2 separate regions of the Hordeum vulgare genome follow, and region 1 is linked to region 2. Evidence: chromatin contacts called from public Hi-C data. All regions are on one chromosome and are shown on one strand. Each heading gives the region's core, a stretch centred on a gene start, on an enhancer-like site or on the middle of the called end of the contact. The rest is flanking DNA. Distances are from core to core; before and after follow the strand shown. Region 1 holds the start of LOC123444754 (beta-galactosidase 3-like). Region 2 holds the start of LOC123444753 (dnaJ protein homolog 1-like).

Region 1 (4,214 bases), core at 377-2,876, 180 kb after region 2:
TTACAGTCCCAACTCCTGAGAGCAGCACTAGTTCTATCTTTTTAATATCAAAGTTACATCTACTGATGATCTGCTGCTTAGTTTTTTCCCTACTGTAATGGCCTCTATTTGAACACAATTTTAGGAGGAAGCCATCATTCACAAAATACATCGTTAGCAGAAAAACCATTGCAGTTGAGCTGGTAATTCAGGCATACATTGCAATTTGAGTGAAAATATGTATGATGAGGTAAATCCATGTCCAAACTGTTGCATAAAACAACAAGGCACTGCATGTGAGTAACTAACCACACGATCAGGAACATCGTACTGCTGGCACATGATCCAAGGGACACCAGTGTTCTGAGCCAGAGCCATACTACCTGCCCACATTGCATATGCCTTGCCACCAGCTCCATACGCTTGTTGATAATACCCATACTCATTTTCAATCTGGAAAGCACAAACTTAGTTTCAGATAATCTAAACTTGTCAATTCTGACGAACACCGATCTCAAAGTTGATGGAATCACAACCTGAGCTAGGATGATGTGCCCTCCCTGTGAGGCGAAGAACCGCTGTTCCTTCATCATGTCCACGATTTTCGTCGTGAAGCTCTTCATGTGAGACTGCATAATAAGGAGGGCCTCTTGGATTATCACCCGAACAGGGCAAATATACCATCAAACACTAGAGCACCCTCACCTTGAACGGCTCGTTGTTGGTCCGGAAGACCGTTCCAGGTATGTAGTGCAGCCACGCAGGCACGCCCCTGAAACCCAGACACAGAGCTGAAACTGTTGATTACACCCTAGAAATGGAGGAGATGAGATGGCAGCAAATATGCATGCACGAGAACAGTGAAAGGGAAGGAAGCGGACCCGAAGTTCCACTCGGCGGCGACGAAGGGGCCGATGCGCAGCATGAGGAAGAGCCCGGCGTCCTTGACAACCCTCGCGAACTGCACCAGATCGAAGCGGTCCTCGAAGTAGTACTGCAATCCCACATGAGAACACCCTGGTTTGTGAAGAGCAGCAGACAGACTAAACGCAGCAGAAAAAATGAGGCGACGCGGCGGCGGGCGGACCTTGCCGGGGGCGGTCTCGTGGCCGTTCCAGAAGACGTAGGTCTCGATGCAGTCGGCGCCGCCCTCCTTGGCCTCCGCCACCAGCTTGGGCCACATCTGCGACAGCGAGCACGTGCAGCAATCCAAGTCACTTACTAGTACCACCACTTCTCTGCTACTAATGTGTGCGGTGGGGGGCAGGGGCGTACCGCGGGGACGCTGCGGGGGTAGTGGATGGAGGCCGAGATGAGCAGGCGGCGGCGGCCGGAGATGACGAGGGAGCGGTGGTCGTACGTCACGCCAGAGGCCGCGGCCGCGGCGACCACGAGCAACTGATGCAGCAGCAGGAGGAGCAAGGGGAGCAGCCGAGGACCGGCGGCGGCGGCGGCCATGGCTGGAGTCGGAGGCGTGGCGGTGTGCGTACGGCGCGGCGCGGCGCTGGTGGCTTAAATAGAGCGCAGAGCGGTGTCAGTGTGCGGGGGAGTGGTGGGGTGAGTGAGTGTGTGAGTGAGACCTGAGACGCCGCGCCGTGGTTGTATGGATGACAGTGGTGACTGGTGTTTCTCGTGGGGCGCTGGAGCGTGGAGGCTGTAGGATTTGATGCTCCAGTCTCCAATTGGCTAGCGGCCGGTCGAGATGGACATGAGATGGAGAAGACGGGAAAATGGTGCCTCCGTTCGGGATGCGCGCAGCGGATGGGGGTGAGGCGCGGGGTGTGGGTGGAACCGGGAACCGTGAAACGTGGAGCGAGTCGGCGTCGCGCCGCATGTGACCTCGGTCGGATGAAGGCCCACCGCGTCGGCTGTACTTCTAGACCGCCGTAGTCCCCGCCGGGTCTCCAGGACGTGGTACGCGGAACGCTGCCGGCGGTGCATCGACGTGGAACCAGCATTTTCTTTGGAGCGCCGGCGCGCCGGCCGAAATTTCGGCCGGTCAGATCTAGCGTACGTTAAGGGCATTGATTAACGCATTGGTTGGACCATTGTCGTCCTTCCTCCTCGCACACGTTTGAAGGGGGGAAAGAATACGAATGCGACGCTCGCGAGCAACCTCGCGCTTGTCCCCGGTCACCCACGTTCGCCCACAGTCGTCTACGCTCGCCGTCTTCCGTCGTCGTCAAGGAAGACGCCTCGTTGGTCAGCCTTCGTCGTCCCAGCAATTTCTTTCACTGGTAGTAGCAAATGTCGGCAAAGGTTGTAACAAAAATGCTTCGGTTGTAGCAAAATCGACCTCACACGCTCCAGCAAAACGACCTCGCAGGTCATAACGTGGCCGTTTGGTTGCAGCATTTTGTCTCATTGATTGTAGCAAAAGTCTACAACAGGTTACAGTAAAAACGTCATTACCTTTGGATGTAGCTGGTTGTGCATGTCGTTTCTCCGGTTGAAGCTTTTCAAAAACAGCATTGCAAAAAATTTGCAACCGGTTACAACATTTTTAGGTACTGTTAGCAGCTCCTCCACTCTCTTTCTGGTTCCAGCAAAAAAAAGGCCGGTTGAAGCTTTTTGCAAAGCAGTTTCAAGTTTTTCAATTCAACGGTTGAAACTTTCCAAAAATAATGGTTGTATCCTTTTTTATTTCGTAGTGGTGACATGAAACTTTTGTATTTCACCGGTTAAAGCTTTATCAGACTACGGTTGAAGCTTTCATATAAATAAATGTAGCTTTTTTCAGTGCATGGTGCCCAGCTGAAAACTTTATATGCCACGGGTTGAATCTTTCGAATCAAACGATTGTGGCTTTTTGGGTCATCTATTGCAGCATTTCTGCCAGTGATTGTAGCACCGCCGATGCATCGATAGAAATTTCCCCCACCATCGCAAGGGCATGGTCTCCATCGCGGCGCCATCGCAGCAGTGATGACAGTCGTCGCAGCTCCACTGAGATTTCCTCCGTAGCAATACACGACGGCGTCGCTCATAGCAGCTCGCAGTCGCCCTCAATCACCGTCCACCACGAAGCTCATAAGCCATGGCCGCCCCGACGTGTGAGCTCGCAGCCGAGGACCTACGACGTGTGGGAGCAGCATCCCATGGAGCATGTGCAGCAGGAGGTGCGAAGGGAGGAGTGCTCAGAACTGATGGGGCCTTGGGCTATGGCGTGGGCGGGGGGAGACGAGGCGGAGTGCTGCTGCGGAGAAGATAAGGTTGGGATGGAGGGAAAAGATGTGTGGCAGAAAATGCGCGTGAGCAATTAGGCCGAATCACTCGACCGGCGTGTCATACAGAAAAGGTTTCCCTTTTTTACAATCTCACAAAGCCTTTATTTATTTATTTATTTGCGGGGCTCACAAAGCCTTTATTAACCCGTCACAATGTTTACAGGGATGAAAGAAAGATCTTCGAGTTAGCCTAACCAAGCATGATGGCCACCCTCGAGAGAGAGCATGATATGTTCATTCTCTGTCCACCAAAAGCTTTTTCCTACGTCACTTTTACTTGGACGACATATGTCCGAGCTGAACGGTATGTGCGAGCGAGAGATATTCTCAACTCCATAATTGTGGATCAAATTGTGAAAGTTATTTGCATGTAACGTGTCGAGGGGCCTCCTCGTGGTAGATTCACCTTGCGCTTCGTGAGCTAGCTGAGCTCTCCTCCCCATTGGTGGGCAAGGATTTGGAGAAGAGAATATGCCAGCTAGCATTCCATGTCCTGAGGACGGGGGATGCACTTCCATGGAGTCCCCCAGACCTTCTCCCAAGATAACTTCCTCGGATCCTTCTCGTTCGAGTTACATGTGTAACAACCATGTTTAGTCCTCAATGTTGTTGAAGGAGGACCAAGACATAGCTCCCACGCCTTTGGCAATCTATCAGAAAAATAGCTTGAAACAGGAACACATGAGAAGCACACGATGCGGTGGTCAAAACTTCAAGCACTGAAATATTTTTCGTGTGTAGAGCTCCATGAATAGCTTTTTGGCATGAAAATTTGCAAACATCTACAAAGTTTGATCATCATTGATGTTGCAAAGTTTCATATTTTTTTGATTCTGATTTTTTTTTTATTATTTTACTGTTCATAGAGGGTGCCTAGCCACCTGGGAACTAAAAATCCACTCTCATGGAGACAAATAGTAGATCCACCGTATTGGATTCACGGACAAACCCCACTTCATGTAAATGGTTATATCTATTGTACATGTACTGGACAACCAGGTAGCCCAA
Region 2 (4,264 bases), core at 755-3,254:
CAGATCGCCCCGCGTGCCTCTCTGCTCGGCGATCGGCATCCCTTCCCCTTTGATCACCTTCTCGTGCCCCGGGCAGATGACCTCGTCGTCGAACGAGCAGCTCACCTTCTTGCCACTGAGGAGCCTGAATGAGAAGGACCAGCCGGTGAGCGCGTTCACCAGCGGCACCTTGGCCTTGAGCACCAGGTCGTCGCCCACCCTCTTGAACGTCGAGTGCTTCTTCTCGGCCACGGTGAAGACGGCATCGGCAGGTAGGCACCCCGGCCTCTCATCCCCCATGCCATCCAAGGTGACCTTGTGCCCTTTCCTCCACCCCGGCTTCACCATGATCGTCTGGGTCACCTCCTTCTTAACTATTGACCTGTCAAAGGCATTAATCATGTGATGGCGATTAGCTCACCAACATTCCCAGGGGATAGAGTCTAAAGGAGCAAGGAAGCTCAGGAGTCATTGTCTCTGAACCCTCCTCGGCCATACCCTCACATGTAAACCAAATTATGAATGAATACTCTCAAAGGACCACATCTTTGTTAGATTATAGGTCCAAAAGAAGGGTAATCAAAGTCCCCAACAAACTTGCATACACATATGCGGCAAGGAAAGCAACTGAAGCCTTAGAATTTTCCCCTCGAGACAGGGCCCTGACACTAAACCCTTTCCAAGAACATCATTAGTGGAGGTATTACGTCTCATGTTAGGTAGGATAATCTTTGCAAGGATAGCATAGATGCCCGTGAGGAGGTAAAAAGGCGCGCCACCGGAGAGCAGTTGCCTAAAGGTTTGGTTGTTATGTTCCAAAGTAAGCTAAATATTCCCCTGACGAATGCAGGCAGGCAGGCAGGCATGCTATAAAGCAGTTCACCCACTGTAAAAAAGAAGTGCGGCGTTGGCTGGAAAGGATGCGGCAATGGTGCTGGGTTACTGTGCATCGAGGATTTGGAAAACAGCGTGGCAAATTGGGGCGAGGGCGCAAGGTGCCAAGGTGGAATGGACGTCGCCGTCAGGAGCAAAGTCTGAATTCTTGCCTACCCTGAAATTTCTCAAGCATCGATCCGTCGAAATCTCCCATGTTGATGGATGATGGATCACATCAGGCCTGTTCCGCGTGAATTGATAGTATTTCGTTTTCTTGAAGAATTCAGTCCTGCTCATGGATTAGGTGGGGGGAGGGAGGAGGAAGCGGTGAGCGGCAGTACCCGTTCTTGGTGACGACGTCGCGGGTGAACTTGACCTGCTTCTTGCTGCCTCGGCAGAGCTCCTCCAGCGTGCACTCGAGGGTGCGCTCCAGCGGCGGCGCCTTGCGCATGATGGAGCTGGAGAACTCGGCGAAGGCGCGGCGCCCGCCCGTGTTGCCGGAGCTGTAGACCTTGGTGAACTCCCTGGCCGGCGTGGCGGGCGCGCTCCTCATGGAGAAGTCGTCGCTGCGCGTCCTCGCCATGCGCGCGCCGCCGCCGCCTCCGGAGCCGAATGTCCCGAACATCTCGCTGGCCCGGTCGTCGTTGCACACCCCGAACACCGCCCTGTTCTCCTGCTGGTCCAGGAGCGCCTGCACAACCAAAGGAAGCCCACGCCGACGCGCGCGAGCACAGCGAATCAGGAACGCGATTCCCACGGCGGCGACGCGCGCACGCAGGGAGGTGACCGGGGAAGAGGCGGCGGGGCACTCACCTCGTAGGCCTCGGTGATGGCCTTGAAGCGCGCCTCGGCCTCGGGCTTGGAGGCCGGCGGGTGCTTGTCGGGGTGCCATTTCCTGGCGAGGCCCTTGTACGCGGCGCGGAGCCCCTGCAACGAGGTGCCCCTGGGGACGTCGAGGATCCGGTGGTAGAGCTCCGGCGGGTTCACCATTGGAGTTGGAGGGGGACGGCGCCGCAGGAGATTCGGTCGCGGGGGGGAAAGCGAGAAACAGGGGACGGAAGGAGGGAGGTGGGTTTGATGCAGAGGGAGGTGGTTAGTGGCAGAGAGGATGAGGAAGAGGAGGAGAGCGGAAACAGAGTGAGCGAGTGGGAGAAATGAGTGGCTTTTATGCAGGGCGATCTATTTGAAGCCCGTTGGAGCGACCGAGCCAGAGAGAAAGAGAGAGATTTGTTACTATCACTAGTGGTAGTGCATGTGGGGCAATGGCGTGAGGTTGAATTGTTAATCGATGGAGCCTTCCATTCCTCACGTCTGCGAAAAATCTTGCAATTGGTCCCCGTATGTATGTAACAGCATTTCCAACTGACGCGTGCTTAAAAAAAAATTACAGGACGTGTGACCGTCGTTTTTCGTATCAATAGTCAGTTGCTTCACGGGCGCTGTAATTTTTAACGCACCAGGCGATGTAAAATCGAACGCGTTATGTCATCCACGCAGAAACAACACGTATAAAATGATCGGTAAAGTTTACAGAAACAAGATTAAATCACAAACAAGTTCATGACAAACAAGTTCACACAAACGATAGAAAAGATGGCGGCTGACTACACCTTGTTGTCCTTCTCCGACTCGGTGGTGTCATAAGACTCCAACGCCATAATGAAGACGTCATTCCACCTTTCATCGTCGCCATCCCAGGTCGACGCTTCTTTGAGATTGATGTCACTAATAGAAAAAAGGGCATTTAGTCCCAGTTTGGTTGGGCCATTAGTCCCGGTTGGTGAACCGAGACTAATCAAACCGGACTAATGCTAGCCCCGGTTTGGCCCCGAACCGGGGCTAATGGCATTTCACGTGGCGGGGCTGGGAGCGAGGGGGGAGGGGTATTAGTCTGTTTTTTTTTGAGCAATTTTTGGGTTTAGTGTTTTGCACTAAATTGGATGGGCTATTTTGCTACCCCCTATTTTCCCATTTATTTGTTATATATATATTGCACATCGTCACGAATATATTACACCATCTCATCCGTCGTGCTTTGTTGAACATATTTATAAAATGTAGACACGAGTTACATGCACATATATGCATCTTTTTTACACTATATCATTTCATATCATTTCTGTTGAATGGCAATAGTATTCTAATCGATCATCTAACAACTCATCATCATCTTAATCATATACCAAGTTATCATATGATACACATAAAGTAAAATAGAGAAACGTCATAATAGTCATCATATGCATGCATCCTAATCGATAATGTCAAGTAATAATATAAACCAGAATAACTTGTCTCTCGTAAGACCTAGTCCTTGCTCTTAGGTATAATGCCATAAAACAGAATAACACCTATGTATCCATGATGAAGCACAGAGATCCAACGGTCTCCAACTTGTGGCTTGCGAACCTTCTTTATTTCTCTCCATGCTTCAATTTGAAGCCTTTTTATCTTGATTTGAGGTTACTCGAGTATGGAGCATCGAACTTAGCCCTCAGCGGGCTTCTAATTTTCATTTGACCTTCTGGATGCATGAACAGAGGCACTACATCATGTGGCAGTTGTTGTTGAAGAACATAATAATAACCTAATTTTTTGAATAATAATAACCTAGTTAGCAATGTAATCAACACCATTTATGCAATAGTAGAGCGTACTTAATTAGGAAACTTTTACCAAGATATTTCGGCGAATGTCATCCGGCCTCAACCTATGCACTAGTGGCATGTAAAATGTATAATTAAGGTATTCCTAGAAACCAGAACACCAGCAACAAGAAAGTGGAGAAGAACATCCTTCTTCTCCCAAGTTAGATATGATCCATACGTGTAGTGTGTCGTGTAAATTAATTTCCGTAATTCACTCAAAGAAACGAAATAAGATGTAAATTATAATTTAACAAATTTAGTATTTGGATGAACACCAACTATTTCTAAATATAAATGCAAATTACTTGACAAATATGGTTGAGAAACTCACATGGCGGTAAAACAGGAAGCATATCATCGACAACCACCCAAATGTCGATGTTGCCTGGCATATTGTCTTTAGGACAAAGATCAAAGATTATTTCCATACCCTCCTGAAATCCATATATATATACATAGCTAGCTAGGCCACTCGTACATTCCGACAAAACTTAGCACAATTTAGCAAGCAAAAGTGAGAAACTCACTACTGTTTTATGCATTATATTAACACCAACAAAAGGATGATATTTGTAGGTTGATGAAATATGTATGTGCCCTTTTTCCTCTCCAAAGTTTAAATAAGTTGTTTGAAACCATTGGTTGTCTAATTCAAACCTAATGTGCCTACTTACATGAAATTTACAAACATGATTTGTTTCCTTCTTTCTAGTTAGCCCATCAAAAGATCTTTAACAAACATATATATCTTGATTTTCTTA

Evidence for each region. A called contact is a pair of places that touch in the nucleus more often than the background predicts.
Region 1: a contact with region 2 is called in a Hi-C map of leaf, with 3 times the contacts expected there. The contact joins the promoter of LOC123444754 here to the promoter of LOC123444753 in region 2. A contact is called at or near these places in 3 of 6 Hi-C or Micro-C datasets (leaf and seedling) and 1 of 1 datasets of contacts at active chromatin or transcription factors (embryo).

What each region holds. Positions count from the first base shown.
Region 1 is chr3H:533,400,285-533,404,498 of MorexV3_pseudomolecules_assembly, forward strand. LOC123444754 (beta-galactosidase 3-like) reads right to left here and starts at 1,627. Exons shown (of 19, transcript XM_045121588.1): 1 at 1,255-1,627; 2 at 1,067-1,162; 3 at 861-973; 4 at 685-751; 5 at 516-608; 6 at 289-432. The coding sequence starts at 1,437.
Region 2 is chr3H:533,219,355-533,223,618 of MorexV3_pseudomolecules_assembly, forward strand. LOC123444753 (dnaJ protein homolog 1-like) reads right to left here and starts at 2,005. Exons shown (of 3, transcript XM_045121587.1): 1 at 1,669-2,005; 2 at 1,197-1,546; 3 at 1-361. The coding sequence starts at 1,845.